2 separate regions of the Ovis aries genome follow, and region 2 is linked to region 1. A link is a contact called in public Hi-C data. All regions are on one chromosome and are shown on one strand. Each heading gives the region's core, a stretch centred on a gene start, on an enhancer-like site or on the middle of the called end of the contact. The rest is flanking DNA. Distances are from core to core; before and after follow the strand shown. Region 1 has its middle 76 kb from the start of GFPT1. Region 2 holds the start of ANTXR1 (ANTXR cell adhesion molecule 1).

The links. Hi-C and Micro-C count contacts between places; a contact is called where the count stands out from the background.
Region 2: a contact with region 1 is called in a Hi-C map of hypothalamus, with 8 times the contacts expected there. The contact joins the promoter of ANTXR1 here to the enhancer-like site in region 1. A contact is called at or near these places in 12 of 16 Hi-C or Micro-C datasets (blood, hypothalamus, liver and 6 more).

What each region holds. Positions count from the first base shown.
Region 1 is chr3:39,027,036-39,033,433 of ARS-UI_Ramb_v3.0, forward strand. No RefSeq gene overlaps it. Among named protein-coding and RNA genes, the nearest start is that of GFPT1, 76 kb to the left of the region's middle. Within about 2 kb of position 3,831, at least 38 of the 54 cell types and tissues checked have an H3K27ac peak or open chromatin away from gene starts, as enhancers often do. A contact at or near this core is called in hypothalamus, liver and tail adipose tissue, where this site is marked.
Region 2 is chr3:39,371,457-39,377,544 of ARS-UI_Ramb_v3.0, forward strand. ANTXR1 (ANTXR cell adhesion molecule 1) reads right to left here and starts at 3,304. Exons shown (of 18, transcript XM_015094293.3): 1 at 3,005-3,304. The coding sequence starts at 3,156.

The DNA of each region.
Region 1 (6,398 bases), core at 2,581-5,080:
CTCTCCTGTCGGAGGGATTGGAGTTCCCCACTTGGGTGTAAGTAGGTCAGACATGCTGGGACATGTCTGAACTGGTAGGCGGGGCCCCCAGATGCCTGTTTGGGTGAGGGCCTGAGCAGCCTCCTGCGGATTAGGCTGGATGCTTTGACCTCAGTCGCTGGAGGGAAGGGTATCTTGAGACACGCCAGGCACCACCACTTGGACTGGCCATTGGATATGTGGCTGGGTTCTTTGGATGGCAGGGACAGCTTCTGCTACAAACGTTAGTAAGACAATCAGACAGTGGGCACAGTAGCCTGGTTTGATGCGTGTTAATGGAGCAGAACACCAAGGAACGCAAGGGCTTCTCTGGAGTTCCCCTGCACATCACTGGGTCCCCGGACTTCCAAGGAGAGCGCAGAGGTGACGGGGACCCTGTGGACATCACTGGGGAAGAGGCTGCACTGTCTCGCACTGGATTTGTTCAGGGTCACCTCTAAAGTACACCCCTTAAGATGCTCTGTGAGTAGGTAGGAGAAAAACCCAGAATACGGGTTACAGCTGCCCTGTATGTTGTTATTTCATTGGTCCTGCAGGCTTGTGGGGCCCAAGGAGACTTTGGTTACATAAAAAAGGAAAAGCATACTGTAATTGGCAAACAAAATCTGTGTATGTGTGTGTGTGTGTGTGTGTGTGTGTGAGAGAGAGAGAGAGAGAATGAGAGAGAGAGAGAGAGAGAAATCAGCTTTCATTTAGAAGCTTTGGACGTGGTTGCAACCGGTTCCCCCACTACTTTTTAAATGACATTTTCTGAGCCTGGAAACCCAGCAGGCAAATCATGGAATTTTGGCTGGGGATGTTTTTAAAAAATGTAGGCTAGCAGTGAAAAAGGAGGCGGGAATTTGGCTGGGAGGCTTTAGGCTGTAAACCAAGCAGGGTTACCATGGTGGTGCTTCTACTGTTTATATAAACAAAGGTTTTTCCTGACAAACATACTTCATATTTAATAATCTTCAATCCACAGGAGCCTCTGCTCTTTGCGTGTAGCTAGTTCAAGCCATTTGGAGTTGAGTAGAATTTTATTATTTTGGGAGGCTGTTTTCAGGCACCCTATACACTTCAAAAATTAAGCGTTGAGTATTTCCATCTTGAAGCATAAGGGTGAGAGGGGTCTAATGATTGGAAGAGAGATTAATCTGCAATATGATAATGTCAAACAGGCTTCTTGTGGATCTAGAGTCTATAGGACCAGCCTCCACTTAGCCTTCAGAAGTACCGACTGCCCTTTTAATTCAGTTCATGTGTCAGACAAAACGCGTACTCCACCTCCCTGGCTTCTCAGTTTCTCTTAAGAGCACTGAGTCCTCCCAGTTAACTGTGCTTCATGTTGCCCTTGCCCGAGATGGTACCCGCATCCAATCATATGTAAAGTTGTAACAAGCTCCTGTATTGTAAGAGGACTCATTTGGTTATTAGTAAAGAAAAATCCTACTTTTTTGAACTGAAGCACAAAAGGGGATTTATTGGTTCATGTAACTGCAAAGGCAGGGGTAGATCTGGCCTACACACCCATATCTCCAGAGGGCCCCAGATTCTGGTACATCAGACATTACTTGCTCCTCGGAGACATTAGGTGGACTTAGTCTTTCTAGAAACTTTTTTTTGTTTTTTTTTTTGGCTGCACAGAAACTGTAGTTTCTGACCAGGAATTGAACTTGGGCCTGTGGCAGTGATACCATGGAGTCCTAATCACTGGACCACCAGGGAATCCCCAGTCCTTCTAGAAATAAAGGACTTCTAGAAATAATGAATGAGATAAGGAACTTAAAAGCGCTTTCAGGCATCCTTTCCCCAAGACCATGAAGTGATCAGGAATCTCCGAAAGCCTCTGGGTAAAGCTGTTTGCATTTTTCTCCCTCCTGAACATCTGGACACATGCTCTGGGCAGCTTATGGGCTCAGAGCAGCTTCTTCAGGTGTCTCGTCATGGCCCTCTGGAATCTCCAAAGCCTGCAGGGAGCACCGGCTTCTGGGCTGTTGCCCCTTCCAGAGTTTCCCTAATAAACTGGCTCCATTCCAGGAGTACCAAAGTGCGTGATGTATGTACACATGGCACGAGGATTCCAGAGATCCAGATGAACCCCGATTATGTCCCCTGGGCATCCCCAGGACCAGCCAATCTGGGGTCCATCCATTAGCTTCATGACCCCAACTGCAGGGCCCCTAACAACTACAGGACCCCTGGGTTCCCTGCTACTCCCAGTGACATAGGAGTTTTGCTCAAGTGTTTGGGAAAAGCCCACTCGTAGGTCTTCTGCCAGGTCTGGGTTGACTGTCTGTCACACTTGTCATCCCCTCTCCTCGGGCCATGCCTGGCCACCCCAAAGGTGCACCTTTGAGGCACAATAGGGCTCAGTTCCTGGAGTGGATGGGGCTGGGATGACACACCATGATGTCCACTCTCTCGCCCTTGGCTCCACCAAGAGCCATCTCCTCAACTTCTCCATCAAGTGCCCCATTCCCCTCTCCCCCATCCTATTTTCCAGGCTTCCATACTCACTACTTGCTATTTTAATGGGGAACAAATGATGCACAAAGAGACCTTCAGATTCACAGAGCTGATTGGTGACCACAGGGCTGGGATCCAGATGTCCTCATTCTCTGCTTTTTTCTTTTATAACCAAAAAAAAAAAAAAAAAAAAGACAGTGCAAATACAGCCGGTGTTTTAGTTCTGACAGTCCAATTTGAGAACTTTGGGGGACGCCAGTGCAATTACAGTGTCAGGGCTATTGGCACCAGGGCCCTAGCAAAGAGAGTGGCTGAAGGCAATACCAGACCCTGATGCTGGGAAAGAGTGAAGGCAGGAGGAGAAGGGGATGACAGAAGATGAGATGGTTGGATGGCATCACCAACTCAATGGACATGAGTTTGAGCAAGATCCTGGAGTTGGTGATGGATAGGGAAGGCTGGTGTGCTGCAGTCCATGGGGTTGCAAAGAGTTGAACATGACTGACTGACTGACCTGAACTGAAGGCAACATCAACTTAGTCTGAAGACAATGGTTGATGGTCAGAGAGAAAGGACAAGCTTTGAGTAAAGTGGCCTCTGGTTGATGGTCAGAGAGAAAGGACAAGCTTTGAGTAAAGTGGCCTCTTAGAGGGCCCCTATTGGTGCTCCAAACTGAGAGTACTGGGAAAAGACGGAGATCAGCGGGTGGCGAAAGGGTCACCTTGATAAGAGAAAATAGTGGATGTCACAGAGGGGCTGCCAGGGGTTTGTTAAACTAATTTGGTTGGAACTTGTTGGGGTCCACGGTACTCACAATTCCACAAGTGGGGCCGAACCAGAAAAATGCTGTTCTGTGCTGTTACTGCGATCCTCTTGTACCTGCTGCCAGGTAGATGTGATCCGGAGGAAGCAGAGGGTGACTCAAACATACAGAACCGAGAAGTTTTGTTCAGTTCAGCTTACTCACTCAGACTTGTGTCAGACTCTGCGACCCCATGGACTGCAGCATGCCAGGCTTCCCTGTCCATCACCAACTCCCAAAGCTTGCTCAAACCCATGTCCATCGAGTCGGTGATGCCATCCAACCGTCTCATCCTCTGCCGTCCCCTTCTCCTCCTGCCTTCAGTCTTTCCCAGCATCAGGGTCTTTTCAAATGAGTCAGTTCTTCGCATCAGGTGGCCAAAGTATTGGGGCTTCAGCTTCCGCTGAAGAAATGAAATTGTGTTACAAAAGGTGAAAATCTCGGACGGAAGACAGTTGCTGTGACGGGCGGAGGCCACAAGGGGGCAGTGCCTCTCCAGTCTGTCTCGGTCCAAATGTGCAAAATCCCGCGGGAGTCGGAGGAAGAAAGGAAATGTAGCCACATCGCCAGGCCTTTTATCCACACTGGGCACCCTCTCCCACTGCAGAGACCGGAGGCACCCCGCTCCCTGCTCATCCACCACAGCCCCCTCCCTCTTCCCCTTTCCAGAAATGTTTGGTAAGCAGCCACTGTTGCTCGGGCACTTTTCTAGGCCCTGCAGGCACCCGCAGTTCTGGGATCTCGATTCTGGAGGGGAGGGGCCGAGGTCTCCCGGCAGCTCCTCCCACCTGGCCACCACCTCCACCTGCGCCCGGAGCCCCAGACTCGCCTGGCCCAGTGGCAGATGCTTCAGTCGCCCCAGGCCTGACTTTAGAAGGCCGGGTGACGGAGGACCTTCAGCCTTGCCACATCTGCCTCCCACACCCCGGGTGTGGCTGGGATAACTGAGAATGGTGATCGGGTGACAGCGCTGCAGGGGCGTGCAGTGACCACCAGGTGGCGCTTGGAGACACCAAAGGCACTGTGATCGCAGGGCCCTAACAGTTACTTCTTTGGGGATGCCATGGGTCACAGGGACAGAGCAAGCGCAGCATAGCTTTAGAACAGTTCACTTGCCCCTGCGTGCTTAGAAAATGCCCAAGAGTGCTCTAAACACAGAGATAAGTGTTCACCTGCAAGATGGGGCCAGCCTGCCTCCCACCCGGGGTCAGGGCAGGAGTAAAGGAGCTGGTGACTGCAGGGCGTGATCCCTCGGCAGAAGACTGTTTCCCTGAGTGTTTCAGACATCTGTGGTTTCTTCCTGCCTCCTTAACTGGATCCAGGAAATGACTGTTGCCTGGGACAGCTGGGTCCTGAGTCCTGGCTTCTAGTGGAAAGGGGCTGAAGGGAAGTGGGGTTTCTGGTTGATGGATGACCACCCTAGATGGGTGTGTTGGTTAGATCCTGGATTTATTGGTAAAGAATCTACCTGTAATGCAGGAGACCCAGGTTCAATCCCTGGGTCAGGAAGATCCCCTGGAGAAGGAAACAGCAACCCACTCCAGTATTCTTGCCTGGAGAATTCCAAGGACACAGGAGCCTGGCAAGCTTTAGTCCATGGGGTTGCAAAGAGCTGGACACAACTGAGCAGCTAACTAAACATTTTACACCCAGAAAGCCCTCCTTCAGTTACGCAAAGTTGCGAACTGTTCCTATTTTTGGTGGCTAAAGCCCATCTCTTGTGAAAGCCCACTCTTTTATTCTATGCTGGTTTGGAGTAGAGAATTCAGAGTCTGATATAGCCACCCACGCCAGCCAGACATTTGCCTGACATTTGATAGCAAATTGCAACTTTCCAGGGCTTTAAAATTCAGGTGTAGAAATCAAGAAAGTAAATCCATCTTTAAATATTCTTCTCCTTAAAATGTGTTGTCTTTTCTCTTTTTGGCTGCTACCCCTTTGGCACAAGGAATACAGCTGAGGGTCGCAAAGCTGGAATGTTTCTTTCTCAGTACACAGCACAGTGGGGACAAGAAAAGAATGTCAGTGTTCTCAAGATAAGCATGCTGTCTGCCTCAGCATCCCAGGCTGGGTGTGACCAGGGCACCTTTATTTCTGACTGTAGCTAAAACAGAGTCCAAGGTAAGTGGAATTTTGCCTTGATTTGGAAGTTGGATCTGGTTGTTCAAAACAATTTGGAATTCCTGGGTGTTGAGGTAGCTTTGGGACCCTGGGTCTCATTAGGGCCTTCTTCATGCTCCCTGAGCAGTGGTCCTGGTGTGAAGGAGAGCAGACATCAGCCTCTCAGGTGGCCGGCTTGCCGGTTAATCTTCAGGGTCAGCTTGGAGGGATCAGAGGTCTGGCTGAGAGCAGATCTGAAAAGACCTGCTAGCGCATGGGGCCAGGAAAACCAGTCATGCTGAACAGCAGATACAAACAGGAGGACCGGTGATTCAGCCTTGATCTGCCAAATGCCAAACTGGCTTGTCCCGGTTTGGCCGGTATGTATGACTCTCAGCAGTTACCTGCTAGTAGAAACTCACATTTCAATCAGCTTACAGATCACTACCCACACAGGGCCCTTCCCTTCCCCTCCCTTCTTCCAAGCCTCTCCCAGCGTGCTGTCTTATAAGAACGTACCTGTGGTCCTCGCTCTGCCTTGCGTCAACACGTGGCTGCCCTGGCTTGGGACAAGGGACATTGTTCCTCTTTTTGCTATTCCATGCAAAGAAGTGGGTGTCAAATAAAAATCTAGTCACAACCTGAAAGTAGAGAGTTATTTTATTTAGTGGGAATGTTTAGGACCCTGAGCCTGGGAGACAGCATCCAGTATCTCTGAGAAAACTGCTCCAGGGAGGCAGGAAGGGGAGTTAGGGCTATATATGAGTTTGCAAAAAAGGGGGCAGGCAGCCTGAACATTAAAGATTATTGTGAGGTAAGGAAAATCAGATATCAAGTTAAGGAATTTAGTATTCTTCTGTGTATGGGAAGATGCAAGCCTCTGGGCTCACTGAATTCGTTTCTTTATACGCACCTCAGCTATCTGGGGCCAAATCCGGTTTCCTGATTGTCTACATCCTTGTTCCCCGTATGGGGTGGCAGATGGCTGCTTCTGCATTCCCGTCCTCCC
Region 2 (6,088 bases), core at 2,054-4,553, 340 kb after region 1:
CCCTCACACTTGAAATGACTTTTTAAAAACTCAAAATAACTTATTTTTGTTGAATATAAAAGTAATATACACTCATTGTAGAAAAATTTGAAGATTCAGAAAAGTGTAAAAAAAGAATTTAAAAGTCCTACTTTCTACAAATACTATTACATATTGGGTAAATAAAGACACACGTGCATTTTTTACAAAGGTAGAATCATAGTGTATAATGTTTGGTAATTGTATTTTCCCTTAAGAGCATATTATGTGCACTGTGTTTCTCCTAAAAATATCTTACAGGCATGTATAACATGTGTGCTCAATATCATGCAGATACCATGTCTAACTTATCAAATCCTCTGTTGTTGGACATTTAGATAATTCTCAGCTTCATTATCATAAACATCACAGCCACGAACATATAGGCACTCTTTTCTGTCTTGGAGTTTTCCTTTGATACACGTCATGTTATCTTCTTGTCTATGCTATTCAAAATATTAGCCACATATGGACTGAAATTTAAATTAAACTTAAATAAAACAGAAAGTTCATTTCCTCAATCCCACTAGACACATTTCAAGGGTCAATAGCCACATACGGCTAGTGGCTACCATGCTGGAAAGCACAGAAAGAGAATATTTCTATCATCACAGAAAGTTTTATTGGATAGCACAAACCTAGAAAGACCAAACCAAATTTATATTTTCCTTATAAGATATGACAACGGCCCTCCTTCCCACAAGCTGGCCAATGTTGAATATTATAATTCTTTAAAAATCTTTGCCAACGTAATAAATACTACATCTTGTTTGATTTTCCCATTTCTTTGCTAGGGAACTTGAACTTTTTTGTTTATTACCTTTCATATTTTTTGTGAATTATTCATATAGTAAGCCTGTTTTCTACTGAGATGATCTTTTAAAAACTGCTTTACATTTTAAGGTGAATTTATATTGCAAAAGTTTTTGTAACTTGTTATCTTTTATTTGTGACTATTTTTTTCACTTGTAGACATGTCAGATTCTAATATATTTAAATCTTTTTGCAGTTCTCTTTATTGTTGCTACTGTTTTTAAAGCTCCAAATCTAAGATTACAGTAATACTCATTAAGTTTTCTTTTAATTCTTTCAATACTTCATTTTTTAAATTAAATGTTTAACATTAAAATTTTCAATCCTCTTGGAATTTATCTTGGTGGTGGTGGTGGGGGTAAAGTGTAAATCTAAACTTTTTCTTTCCCTGTGGACCACCATTTGTTCAAGAACCATTTTTTAAAAAGCCATCCTGTGTTTTAATAATTTGCCTCACAGTACATTTTAATATTTGGAGATATAAGTATTTTCATTATTATTTTTCCAAAATGTTTTAGCTCTTAATACTTGTTTTTTTTTTCTCTAAGATAAACCTAGAATTATTTTGCTAAATCCCTCTCACCAACAAAATTCTTTCAGAATTCTGATTTTAAAGTTTAATTCAATTTATAAGGTAATTTGGAAAGAGTTTGATATCTCTGCAGTGTAGAGTTGTTTCATTTCAGGACATGGTGATTCTGTCCATTTTCAAGTCTTCCTGTATGCTCTTCTGAACTCGCTTAAAAAAAAAAAAAAAGCACAATGATGGGCATCTGTGTTTTCAGACAGTCTGAATCTGTGAGCTGGTGCTCCCAGCCGCTAGAAGTTAACAAAAGAAATTCCATTTCTTAGCACTGGAGTATATTTTCAGTATCCACCTTCTCATAAATCTGCAGGAAAGAGATCTCCCTTTTCATCCAAAGAATCTGGAGTTCAAAACAGCCTTTACGGAAAAAAATCAAACTCCAGGGGCAACTGCAAAGCACATTTGGTGTCTAGCTGGCCAGCTTATTTTGCAGGACTCTTTTTCCAACTGGCAAATACTTTCCAGTCTGTGAAACTCATGTCCCCTCCACTGTAACAGCAAGCGTCCTGTCCTGGCAGTGGGGCGCTCACACAGCACTAGTGAGCACTGATCTTCACTGAGGGGCTTTTTATTGTTAAAGCTGCTTTTTAGTTGATAGCAGGCAACTTCCTTGAATGACTGTGGCTTGGCAAGTCTACGGGGAATTGGGCAGAGTTCAGTTCTCCCTTGAACAGTCCTGAAGCCTCATCCATTTTTGCAAGAAAACCAGGGCTCCTGCACTTCCCTGGTAGCCCACCAGTCAAATCGCCAAGAACTCTACTTCGCCTGCATCGGGGTTTCTCAAGCCCAGAGGGAGGAGAAATATACCCGCAGGGGACTTTTGGCAATGTCTGGAGACATTTTTGCTTGTCCCCACGGAGAGACTAGTGCGGGTTGAGGAGTGGGGTTGGGGAGGTTATAGAGACTAGTGGGGGTTGGGGGGTTGGGGGGTAGTACCAGCATCTAGAGGGTTGCCTACGGCCAGGGATGCTCAACATTCAACTCACAAAACATCCTACAACTCACAAGACGTTCCCACAACAAAGAACTCCCTAGCCTCAAACTCAGTGGAGTGGAGAAATCCGCCTTATATTTCCACGAACTGCCCAGTCTGCCTACATTCTATGATGAGGAGCCAGGCAAAAGGAATACGTAGGGCAGAGTTTTTAAACAAGAGACAATTGGCTTTTAAAAGCCCACGCCGCTTACTTTAGACGTGTGTGAACGTTGTTCTGCCTCTCCTAAGCAAGCTTTTCTCACCAACGATTCTAAAGCAAATGAAAAAGGTTCACAGAGAGGTAGTAGGTCAACAGCATCTTTACACTCCCATCCTCAAACTCAGGCGCCTCGGTCGCCGGAAAGCAAGGCAGCGAAGAAGCTGTTTGGAGAACAAGCAGCGACGCCTGCCCGTCCGGCTCCTGCAGCCGGGAAGGATGGGGACGTGCGCTCGGTCCACAAAGGCGCAGAGCTGGGGCCAGCGCCACCTCCCGCGGCCCCTCTGGGTCCCTGGAGATGCGCGCCTGTCCCAAAGCCACCCTGCCAAGGAGCCCAGCCCGGGTAGAAAGCATCATCAGCTTAGCCTAGGGTGGAACAACTCACGGCACTTACTTGTCCAGAATGAAGTACAGGTCAAATCCCCCGTAGCAGGCTGGACCCCCTTCCTCCCTGCGTCCCCCTTGCCCGGCGCAGATGAGCACAAAAGTGGCCAAAGAAAGACACTTGAAGCCAATGCCCAGGGCTTTCTGCTCCACGGTGGCCATGACCTGCAGCCCCAGGGAGAGGGTATGGTCCTCTCCTCCCCACGCTCCTCGAACTCGCCAGGACCCTCAGGGGCGCGCCATCCGAGGGGCCCTCCTCTCGGGCCCTTTATTCCCCCTCGCTCTCCCGAAAAACTCCCCGGAAGCAATTGTCTGGAAGAGTTCAAGGTTTTCCTTCTGGTTTCCGCTACGATTCTGTTTCTAGGTTTCGGGTTTCAAGAATCCCAATACTGTAGTCCGCTTTTTTTTAAAGGGGCTGCTCCTGACTCGGGCCGACAGGCCGCTCGGGAGGCAGCGCTGAGGTTTTGCAATTGAAGCAGTTCCGTCCTGACGGTTCTTTGTCCCAGATTTTAAATATTTTGGGGTGGGTTTTCAAATTGTTCTTGGTTGGGGGAGTGCTTACTCTTTTCTCCCTCCTCTCAACACCCGCCCCCCACCACCCGGCCTTCATATTTTGATGGGGAAAGAAAGTTCAAAGGGTGCCACCTTGTGGCCAAGGACGGCGAAAGCACTCGCGCATTCTAGGGAGCCTGGCTGTGCATGTTTCTTATTCCTTCTTTTTTCTCACGCATCTTTCCTTTCATTCTCCATTACTTCTTCCCCATTTTTAGTTCTTCCTCACTCGCTAGCCTTTTTATCCTTGTTCTTTCTTTTCCTGTTCTACGTCCGCTGATAAGGTCCATGTAAGCAATTGATGAGAACTTCCTCCAAACACCACGGCTCTGACCCCAGGCTAGGACCTTTGCAAACAAGATGCTGGACAAACGAGCAGAGAAGAACGGGCCTTTGTGATCTGAATCACCCAAGTGACCTTACTGTACACTTACCGCAGATCATAAAAGAGACTGTTGGGATGCGGTCATGTGACTGAAAACAGCGAAAACAGTCCCACACAGAAAGCTGTTCCTGGCATGAAAGAGCGGAGCATTCTAGACGGTCTCCATCTCCGATTTGGGAGATTCTGTGGTAAGTTCTTTTCAGCCTGTGAACTTTGACTTTTTTCACCCAATCTTTGATTTAAGGCAGAGGAAACAAACAGCTTACAAGAATGTGAACCTTCCAAACAGTTTGGGACTGCCAGAGAAGCTCTGTTTTCTACAGGAAGGGATCCTCTTTAGAGTGGGCTCTGGACCCCCTTCCCAGCGGGAACTCAGGTTTTATCTTCCTATGTCTTCCACTCTGGGAATCCTCAACACACACTCGTGCTCTGTATTTCAGGATTATTGCTCCAGACACGCATCTTCCCCTCTGCTTGAGAGCCTCTAAATTTTGGAGATTCCTAACGCACTGCACTAGCCTGCCTCCAAAATGTTCCTTTCTGGTCTTCATCTCCTGATATTCACACCTCCTCTCCCACACTGAATGAGACTGAACGGTGTGTAATAAATACGGTACAGCAGAAATGATGGTGTGTGACTTCTGAGAATATAAAAGATATTGTGCATTTATCTTTTTAAATTAGAATTTTCTCCTGAGGTATGCCTAGGAGTGAGATTGCTGGATTATATATTAACTCTATTCTTAGTTTTTAAAGGAAACTCTGTACTGTTCTTCACACTGGTTGTACCAATTTACACGCTCACCAACAGTGTGGGAGGGTTCCATTTGCTTCACTCTCTCTCCAGACTTCATTAGTTGTGGACTCTTTGATGATGGCCATTCTGACTGGTGTGAAGTGATACCTCATTGCAGTTTTGATGTGCATTTCTCTAATAATTAGCAACTGAGCATCTTTTCATGTGCCTGTGGACCAGCTGCGTTTCTTCTTCAGAGAAATGTCTGTTTAGGTCTTCTGCCTATTTTCTGATTGGGTAGTTTGGTTTTTTGCATTGAACTGTTTGACACCAATGTTCGTAGCAGAACTAATTACGGTAGCCAAGACATGGAAGCCACCTAAGTGCCTATCCACAGATGAAAGGATAGAGAAGATGTGGTATATATGGACAATGGAATATCACCAAGCCATAAAAAAAGAGTGAAATGATGCGATTTGCAACAACATGGATGGACTTAGAGATTATCATACTAAGTGAAGGAAGTCAGAGAAATAAAATATCATTTGTGGTATTTAAAATATATACTTTCCCAGGTGGTGATAGTGTTAAAGAACCCACCTGCCTATGCAGGAGACCCAAGAGGCCTGGATTCGATCCCTGGGTCAGGAAGATCCCTTGGAGAAGGACATGGCAACCCACTCCAGGATTCACGCCCCAAGAATCCCATGGACAGGGAGGCTGGTGGGCCCATGGGATCGCAAAGAGTCGGATACAACTGAGTGACTAACACATACTCCAAAATATATATGTGGAATCTAAAAATATGCAAGAGAACTTATTTACAAATCGGAAATGGACTCACATACCTGGAAAACAAACTTACGGTTACCAAAGAGGAAAGTGCAGGGGGAGGAGGAAATTAGGAGTTTGGGATGAACAGATACACACTCCTGTATATAGAACAGGTAGACAACAAGGTCCTACTGGATAGCATGGGGAACTCCATTCAAAACACCTTGTAATAAACTGTAATGGAAAAGAATCTTAAAAAAGAATAGATATGCATATGAATCACTTTGCTGTAAACCTGAAACAACTGCAACATTGTAAATAAACTACATCTTAATAATAATAATAATAAAAGATATTGCCGTTTCCTCCTTGTTCTCCTGTGCTACTTTCTCTGGGGAACCCAGGGCCATGTCATGAGATTGCTCAAGCAGCCCTGTGTAAGAGTCCATGCAGTAAGGAACTTAGTGCACCTACTGACCAACATCAACCAGCCAGCCGCGTGAATAACCCATCCTGGAGGTGCATCCTCCAGCCCCAGTGAAGCCTTCAGATGACCGCAGTCCTGGTTGACTTCTTGACTGTAACCTTATGAGAAGCTCAAAGCCAGAACCACTCAACCAAGCCAATTTCAGATTCTTGACCCACGA